2 separate regions of the Mus musculus genome follow, and region 2 is linked to region 1. Evidence: chromatin contacts called from public promoter capture Hi-C data. All regions are on one chromosome and are shown on one strand. Each heading gives the region's core, a stretch centred on a gene start, on an enhancer-like site or on the middle of the called end of the contact. The rest is flanking DNA. Distances are from core to core; before and after follow the strand shown. Region 1 holds the start of Usp29 (ubiquitin specific peptidase 29). Region 2 holds the start of Zfp418 (zinc finger protein 418).

Region 1 (4,082 bases), core at 720-3,219:
GAGCCCCACCCTCAGGCCCACCCCCTGAAGCCGGATGGGCTGTCATTCAAGATTGTGCCTCACTATATCAGCAGCCACTCTTCATAGCCCCGCCCTGCCACTCCCTTCTTCACCATCAGCCAGCAAAGATGGCGTCAGGGTAGGTGGGGCTTTGTGGTGACTCAGGATTATAAAGCCCCTCCTTATAGCCCGCCTCTATGCAGCATGCCCGTCCAGCTGTCATTCAAGATACCTGCAGAGCATCGAAGCCCCGCCCTTGGCCAGGAAAGATGGCGCCAGGATGGGCGGAGCTATGAGGCCTTGTCATTCAGAATAATAACCCCTCCCTAAAGCCCACCTCCTGCAGCCATCTGGGCTGTCACTCATGATGGCACCTATTACAGTTTCTGTCTGTGGCGCGGGTATAACCAGCAAAGGTGAACAAGGTCCTGTTGTCTGTCAGTCACTCAGGACGATAGCCTCTCCCTCCAGACAACCGGGCGACACTTTTTAACTCTTCATAAACCCCACAGTGCTCCTCATAAATGGAGCCAGATACAGTCCAGGGTCAAAAGACCCGTCACTTGATGTCAATTTGAGGCTCTGCAACCAAAATCTAGCCACAGAAAAATGGATTGTTTGAGCCTGCCGTTCCATCCTTTAAATGGAAGGCCGCGAGATGGCAGCATTCGTGCGGCAAACTAAGACTGAGTGAGGGTCTAGGCCACTCGGCCAGTCAGATAAGCCGACAACTGGGGTGCATCTTTACTGCCAACTAGCAAAGGAAGAGCCAGAGGAGCTAGCACCCCATAGACTCAAGCCACTTCGGCCTTTTAGTCTCTTTATCTGATGCTAAAGCGGCGCCTGCGCGGCAAATCCGCGGTCATTTCAAGATGGCGCCAAGCGGGCTGGGCCTGCTGAGTCCGCCATGGCCCCGCCCCCACCATAGGCAGCCAATCAGGATAAGCCTGTGCAGCAAACCTGTCTCCACCCTCCAAGATGGCGCCAACTGGGTGGAGCCGAAAAGTATCTCACAGCTTCTGCTTTAGTCCCGCCCCTAAGCTGCCCTCAGCCCCGCCCACCGCCACTGCGGCAAAACAAGACCCGCCCCCAAGAACAGTGCCGCGCTTAGCGGTAGATGGCTAGATTGCGAAGACCCTGCCAGCCAGACGACCTGGCGATCGGGTTAACCGCATAGCCCTTAGACTTTGCTGAGCAAAGAAAATGAAACCACAGAAGAGGTTGCTCAGAGACGGCACTCTGATGTCCACTGTGGTGGTCTTGTAACAGGACTTCTGCATCATCTGCGTGGCTGGCCACGCAGATGAGACAGGGAGCCTGGATTCTCCCGGGATTCTGGGTGGTTCACACCTAAAGCCCTAAGACCCTAAGATCGCGGGACCCTGAGGCTCCGAGGCCTGGACCTATAGAATACCTCTTTAAATCCCTGTCACCTAAATGGCATCCCTGCGGCAACACGGCCGCTCCGTGGTGATTCCCCCTTCCCGAAGGCGCAGTCTGCAGCCTTGTCAGTTACCCTTGGGAGCCGTGATATGGTCTGCCGCCCCTGGCCCGCGGCAACGCACCCCAAACACCATCTGAACTCTGCAGACGGTATCTAAGAGGGTGCATGCTGCAGAGCAGCCAGGTGGCCGGCTGACTCACCTCCCGGAGCACAGCACTCTACGCACACACCCCGACCAGGGTCGGCAGTCTAGTGCACCCACACTGAACCGGGCGCCCGGCGGCGCCACCAGCCCAGGGTGGACATCTCTCCGCTTCTCCTCCGATGCTCGTCCTCCCGCGACTCCTGACTCCCCAGCGTCTGCAGCAAGGGCTGCGGGACACCTCCTTGTCAGGGTCCTCTGCAGAGGCGGAGCTTCCTCTCTAACCAATCCAAGACCCCATTCCCCGCTTTGGGCCCTCACCACGCCTCCCACACCCTGCCAATCAGACTGCTGTTGTCAAGGCAACAGCTTGGCGCCAAGGCACGGAGTTGACGTCAACGGAGTCAGTGTTAGGGGCCCCCAAGCAGAGTCTGGAAAAGGGGGATGGGATGTGGGTGTGAAGGGATGCAGCCCCCCCAAAAGAAATCGGGGTGAATCAGAAATACCTACTAATGATGCCCCAATGCAAAACCTGAGAAGAGAGAGAGGGAAAAACGACAAGCATATATTTGTCTAAAATCGGGAAAAAAGAAAAACCATGAAAAATCGAGACAGAAACACATACGTTGAGGTCTAACCACGAACGATAAAGGTGGAAGAAAGGACTTTTCTGCCTGCAACACCCAAGCACTAAGCTAATTTCCTTAATAAACGAAGAGCTATTGGAAACCAACAAGGGAAGGACAAAAGCAAAGCAAAAAAGGGGGCAAAAGAGACCGCAAGTCACAGGACAATGCAAATGGCTGGAAGAATCTTGACCTGACTGTCTGCATAGCGAAACGCCAACCTGAGATACCGGGTGAAGGCGGTTTATGGCAGCGCGCTGAATCGCATGTGGTCAACCATCATTGCGTGAATCCACTGCATAGAATAGCAAGAAATTGCGAGGAGAGCAAGCAGGTAGATTACCAAGCCTGCCTCTGATAGAAGACATTCCTATGTCACCAGGAAAAATAACGGAGGTATCGCTGCCATAAAGGACCTGGATCGGAATAGATCCCAATGAAATAAAACCCGTTGCCGAAGTTTGTAGAAACGAAATGGTAAGTGGTTTTTTTTTTCTTTCTCTCTTTCTTTCTCTCTCATTTATTTCTTTGTTAAAAAATATACAAATGTGGGCAAAGCTTCTGGAACAATTTGCAAAAAAAAAATTTTTAACTGGTTACCTCTAGGAAAAGGAATGGGGGAGGGGAGAACAGACTACAGAAAGATGATTTTGGCTTTATTCTCTGTGCCCATGAATTTCCTTGGCAGATAAATGGTATTTCTTCCCTGGCAGTAAAATCGATGAATTATTAAAAGTTTGTTAATGTACTATTGATGGAACCATTTCACTGCCAAGAAATTTAAGGGAATAAGCACAGGTGTGTGAAAGACTAATTACAGGGGTATTTACGGAGCATCTTTTCTTATGACTAAGAATGTACTCTGCAGAACAGATTTGAATTCCAGTAAATCCACAAATTGTATTTTTGTGTGTCTGCTAAAACTCCGGGTTGTATTTTTTATTAGACACGTAAAATGCACTGTTTTAATTTTAAAGGAAAAAATGCAAGACCGTGGTCCATGGGTTAAAAGCGATTTTACCTAAGAGCATAGCTAATCTGATACCTCGGATTCAGTTTTATATTTATACTGAAAGACTTAGCCGTGCTTGCTTGCTTGCTTGCTTGCTTGCTAGATGATAGTGAAGTGGTGGGTTTATGGATAGGGTATGCAGTTTTAATTCCCCAGTCCTGAGATGGGGTTTCTCACCTCACACAGATTCATAAGCATAAAACATGAATGAACAAGGCATACCGCGCAAGTGAATGTAACACTATGCTTAGGTCTTTGACTATTCATTCTGCTCCCCGGGAGAGCTGTTTAAACAATGCCTATGCTTAGGACCCCCACAGTGATTGATTTTGGAGGCACCCCCCCCCCAAAATCTTGTTAAAGTCTTTGGGGGGTGTTAATTTAACATACTCAAAAGGACTGGACCCTCTCTATTTGCAAAACCAGTTTATCTCTAGGTCCTGGCTCATCAGCTCTCTGGGAAGTCAGTAGGCTGTAAGAGCTCCCGCAGAGATAAGATCTCCCCTTTGCCTCAGTATTTTCCATGCTTACTATCGCTCCAAACTGTACACAGTCTCTTTTCACCCACTCCACAGCCTCACTACATGTCTTTGGCTCATATACGTGTCATGAAGACTTCTCTTTCATTTCCCTGGAATTGTATGACAATTTCACCAACTCTCTTGATGCTTAAGCTGGCAATGAGATTGAACATCTGAAATGCAACAGTAACAACAACCTGTCTATTGTCTCTCATCTCAGGTGACACTGTATGGTTCTCTACATGCGTGGCCTCTTCCCCTATCTTAGCTTACTTTTCCTTGACTCACTTTCCAAGCAGCTGGATGTTCTCATGGAAGAATGTGACCACCGTTCTTA
Region 2 (4,082 bases), core at 704-3,203, 440 kb after region 1:
TCTGTTATTCCCTACCAGGAGACCAGGGAGACTAGCTCCCTCCTGAGTTTCAGTGGTCAGAACACTCTCTGCTGTCAGGCTCTCCTCTTTCAGGGAAGGTGCACAGACATCTGGTGTTCAGACTTGCCTCCTGGCAGAAGGTGAAGCCCTGAAATGGGACCTGTCCCAGAAGCTGTTATCTTCTGTAGTCCACACTCTCACCTGTGCAGACTAGTCTCAGTGGAGTCTGGGAACCAAAACCTTTACTTTCTCTTTAAAAGGTGATTTAGTGAATACATAACCTGTGCAAGATATCAGATCTCCATTACCACCCCCCTACATACACACACATCCACACCCATACATCATCCAATGAAACTTTTCTTTGATGAGGCTCTTGAAGTCAACTTAGAAAAAGCACTCCCTTGGAAGTGCTTTTCTGAAGTCCCTTGTCTGGAGTTGAGCTGCTCCCTTCTCAAGTTCTGTGATGAAGAGGGTGTCAAGTCCCAGAGAAACAAGGGGCTATAAGAATACTATTGTCTGCTTGGCCTCTAGTCTCAGCCAGTACCTTTTGCTCCTGTAGGCACTTCTCACTCTGCACCCTACGCTAACCCAGGGACCTCCCTTAAGTTCCCTCAATTTCTCTTTCCTCAGCCACAGGATCTCTTGGCTTACTCTTGCCTCTCTTGATCAGCTTGCTCCTACCCCCTACCCCTTCTCTGTCTCTGTCTCTGTCTCTGTCTCTGTCTCTGTCTCTTCTCTTCACTTCTTCCCTTGAATTCTCTCTCTCTCTTGGTCTGTCTGAATCTTTCTAGATGCCTCAGTCTATACTCTCCCTTACATCTACAATAAAAATTTCCTCTTCCACCATACCCTGGAGCTATTGTGTCTTAATTTTCATTCAGAGGGAAAAGCAAAACAGCCTGAATGTTAAATTGTGTGTCCTTCAGAACAGGTATAAAGTGAACATTTCTAACAAAATTTACTACTGTTTCTCCTAGGATATAAAAATCTCTGTAATGTGCCCAGAGTGATGGCCCATGCCTTTAATTCCAGCACTCCAGAGACAGGAGGATCCCTATGAGTTAGGGAACAGCGTAGTTTACATAGTGAGTTCCAGGCCAGCCAGGCTTATGAAGTGATGCCTTGTCTTAAAACAAAGAAACAAATAATACATTAATAAGTTATTGTATTGAAAAAGAACAATTCAGCCATAGGAAGCTCATGCCTGGGGAGAAAGCTCAGTCAGGAACTCCGTCATTGCCTCACCTTGCCCTCCCCACCCTGTTAGCTTCTGCTAGTGCTGTGAATACCTGATTGGATGATGTTGTCCCTTTATGGTGCTCCTTGTTCTTTCCTGAAGTTACCTGATAGGACATTGTTCTGCGGGGGATCTCCCCCATTAGGACTCACAGATGGCTGCCTTGTTTGGTTTTTGCTGGATATTTTCTCCCAACTAGATGTTTTGGTATTTCTTTCTTCATATTTATTCTTCAATTTGGCTTACTCTATATTTAACTCACTCATTCTAAATGCAGAGTGGCTTACAAAACCTCTCAAGAGAGGCTCGAAAAGTTTTTCCTGTCTGCTGTTTTAACTTTCAAAATTTGGGCTAAATTATCTCTATTTAAAACATGCTACAGTGTGTCGAATATCTTTCCATAAGTAGCAACATATTTCTTCACTAAGCATGGTCAGAGATGTGTCAGCATTGCATCTGGAGTGTTTTCCTTTATAAATACATATAGGTTCCCCCAAATAAAATCCCAAATAAAATCCCCACTCTTCCTTTACTGCAGAAATATTCTGAAACAAATTAAGATCATTGTGAGGATGGATTATGGGCTGCTGTTGGTTCAAGCCTGAGCAGTAGGAACTACATTACCCACAATGCCAAGAGCAGAGTAGCAAACTGCTGAGCCAAAGAGGGCAGTTTCTGCCTGGGAAGGTCGACAGACATTGGGCGGTACTTCCTGCATTTTGTCCTGTCTTTGGTTTAACTGTCCATGGGTTGGTATTTGGAGGATTCTGAGCTTTAAAATCAGCAAGTTAGACTAAAGGTACGAGAGCGAACAGGCACTGGGTGTCGGCCAAGCAGACCATCATCAGCCGCGGCGGCCGTGCACCGGCCCCTGCGTACTCTACAGAGCCGGATGGCGGCGCTGAAGCACCTGGCTCAGGTAAGTGCCACATACTAGGCGCTCCCTCTCCCTAGATACTTTGAGTCCTAGAGCCCCTTGAGGACTCCCGCTCAGCTCACATCCTTATGAAAAACTTAATCCCTGTGTCCAGAACAGTGCCAAGCTCGTGGATGGGATCCGCATTTCTCGTAACTAGTCTGATGAGGCATGGAAGAGTGGGACCAAGAGAAGAGTGATTGACTGATTTGTGTGGGCAGTATCACGTTTGGCCACTTTAACCGGGAGCATTCCAGCCTAAAAAAACGGCAAGGTGAGGTGCATTAACTATGCCCTCACTACGGAGGAGCCAGCGGGACTGAATGGAAGATAAATGTAGCTAGAGGTTATTCAAAATATTCCAAAAGCTGCACAGAGTTAGAGCGGGCTGGAAGAGAATAATATGGAGCCCTCAGGAGAATAAAGCTTTGTGCAACATCCCGCAGCTGCTATGACTCAGCACTATGCATAGTTTAGAGATAATTTAGATATAAAAGGTTATGAAGATTCAGGACTGGACAGGGGTCCAGGTCCATGAAAACTTACCATGGTCTTTGATTCTTACAACTTTCTTCCCACAGGTTCCCAGATCTACAGAAAAGGGTATGGTCTGTATACAGGTGAGTGTGGGGTGTTCTAGTAAGTTCACCAGTGTGGCCACACTTCTTGCCTCACGTTGGTAGTGGAATTCATTTTTGTGGGGGTTCTTAAGAATGGAATGTAACATTTAGCATGGAGGCATATCCCTGGAGTCTGAACACTAGAGAGGACCAAGGCACGTTCAAAGCCAGCCTGGGATACATGGTGAGACCCTAAGAAAGAATGAGTGATTGATAAGATAGCTCAGTTGGTAAAGGCACTTGCTACCAAGCCTGAGTACTTAAGTCAGTCCCCAGAACCTACATGATAAAGGGAGAGAACTGATTCCTGAAAATTGTGCCCTGCTTTTCTACTTGTACACTCACATACATATGCATACTGGGAGAAAATAAATAAATAAATAAATAAATAAATAAATAAATAAATAAATACAAAAAGAGGGAGACTGAGATTTCAAAACCCAGTAGTATAGTGGGAATGTCAGCCGCTGGCTAGTCACACAGATCTACAACTCTGGGGAAAATTAAGCATGGAGACATCCTGATTGCTGAAGGCTGCTGTTTATCCTTGAATACGGGTGGATTAGGAAACAGAATCAGCTTTATTTTATTATTTTAATACTTTTAAAATGTTATCCCCCTTCCCAGTTTCCCCTCCACAAACCCCCTATCCTATCCCCCTCCTCTCTGCTTCTGTGAGGGAGCTCTCCCACCTCACTGCCTTAGCATTCACCTGCTCTGGGACATCAAGCCTCCATAGAACCAAGGATGCCATTGATGCCAAATAAGGCCATCCTCTGCTACATATCCAGCTGGAGTCATGGGTCCCTCCATATGTACTCTTTGATTGGTGGTTTAGTCCCTGGGAGCTCTAGGGTGTTAGGGAGTGTCCTGAAGGCTTTTTCTTAACTCCTTTGATCAGGTGATACTCCTTCCTGCCTCAGCCTCCTAAGTGCTTATACAATGAGAGTCTGCCATCATGGCCAAAAGGAAGCTGGTCTTGTTAGTAATACCATAAGCATAACACCATACACACACACACACACACACACACACACACACACACACACATCGCACCAACATTTAGGAAGGATTCTTGAAGTGTCTGAAAAGTGAAGAGTTTCATTCTAGGAATTGAGAGCGCAAAGTGTTCATCTGGGAGAATCAGTGTATCTGCAGAGGAGGCCCCTGTAGCTAGACTTTTTGGTAGAGCTTTGTTAGAGGAAACCTGTGACTGTTGAAGTGGCATTAAATGCCACATGTATGATGGTGGCTAACACTGGAGCAAGGAACAGAGTCAGCCAGCAAGGCATTAAGAGAGGATGGC

What was found. Promoter capture Hi-C pulls out the DNA fragments that hold promoters and counts their contacts.
Region 2: a contact with region 1 is called in a promoter capture Hi-C map of hippocampal neurons, with 2.1 times the contacts expected there. The contact joins the promoter of Zfp418 here to the promoter of Usp29 in region 1. A contact is called at or near these places in 5 of 39 promoter capture datasets (cranial neural crest, embryonic stem cells, hippocampal neurons and 1 more), 1 of 484 Hi-C or Micro-C datasets (embryonic stem cells) and 2 of 115 datasets of contacts at active chromatin or transcription factors (craniofacial prominence and embryonic stem cells).

The regions. Positions count from the first base shown.
Region 1 is chr7:6,728,614-6,732,695 of GRCm38.p6, forward strand. It overlaps Usp29 (ubiquitin specific peptidase 29), which reads left to right and starts at 1,970. Exons shown (of 8, transcript NM_001360502.1): 1 at 1,970-2,689. It overlaps Peg3 (paternally expressed 3), which reads right to left and starts at 1,806. Exons shown (of 9, transcript NM_008817.2): 1 at 1,645-1,806.
Region 2 is chr7:7,169,400-7,173,481 of GRCm38.p6, forward strand. Zfp418 (zinc finger protein 418) reads left to right here and starts at 1,954. Exons shown (of 4, transcript NM_146179.2): 1 at 1,954-2,159; 2 at 2,738-2,776. The coding sequence starts at 2,133.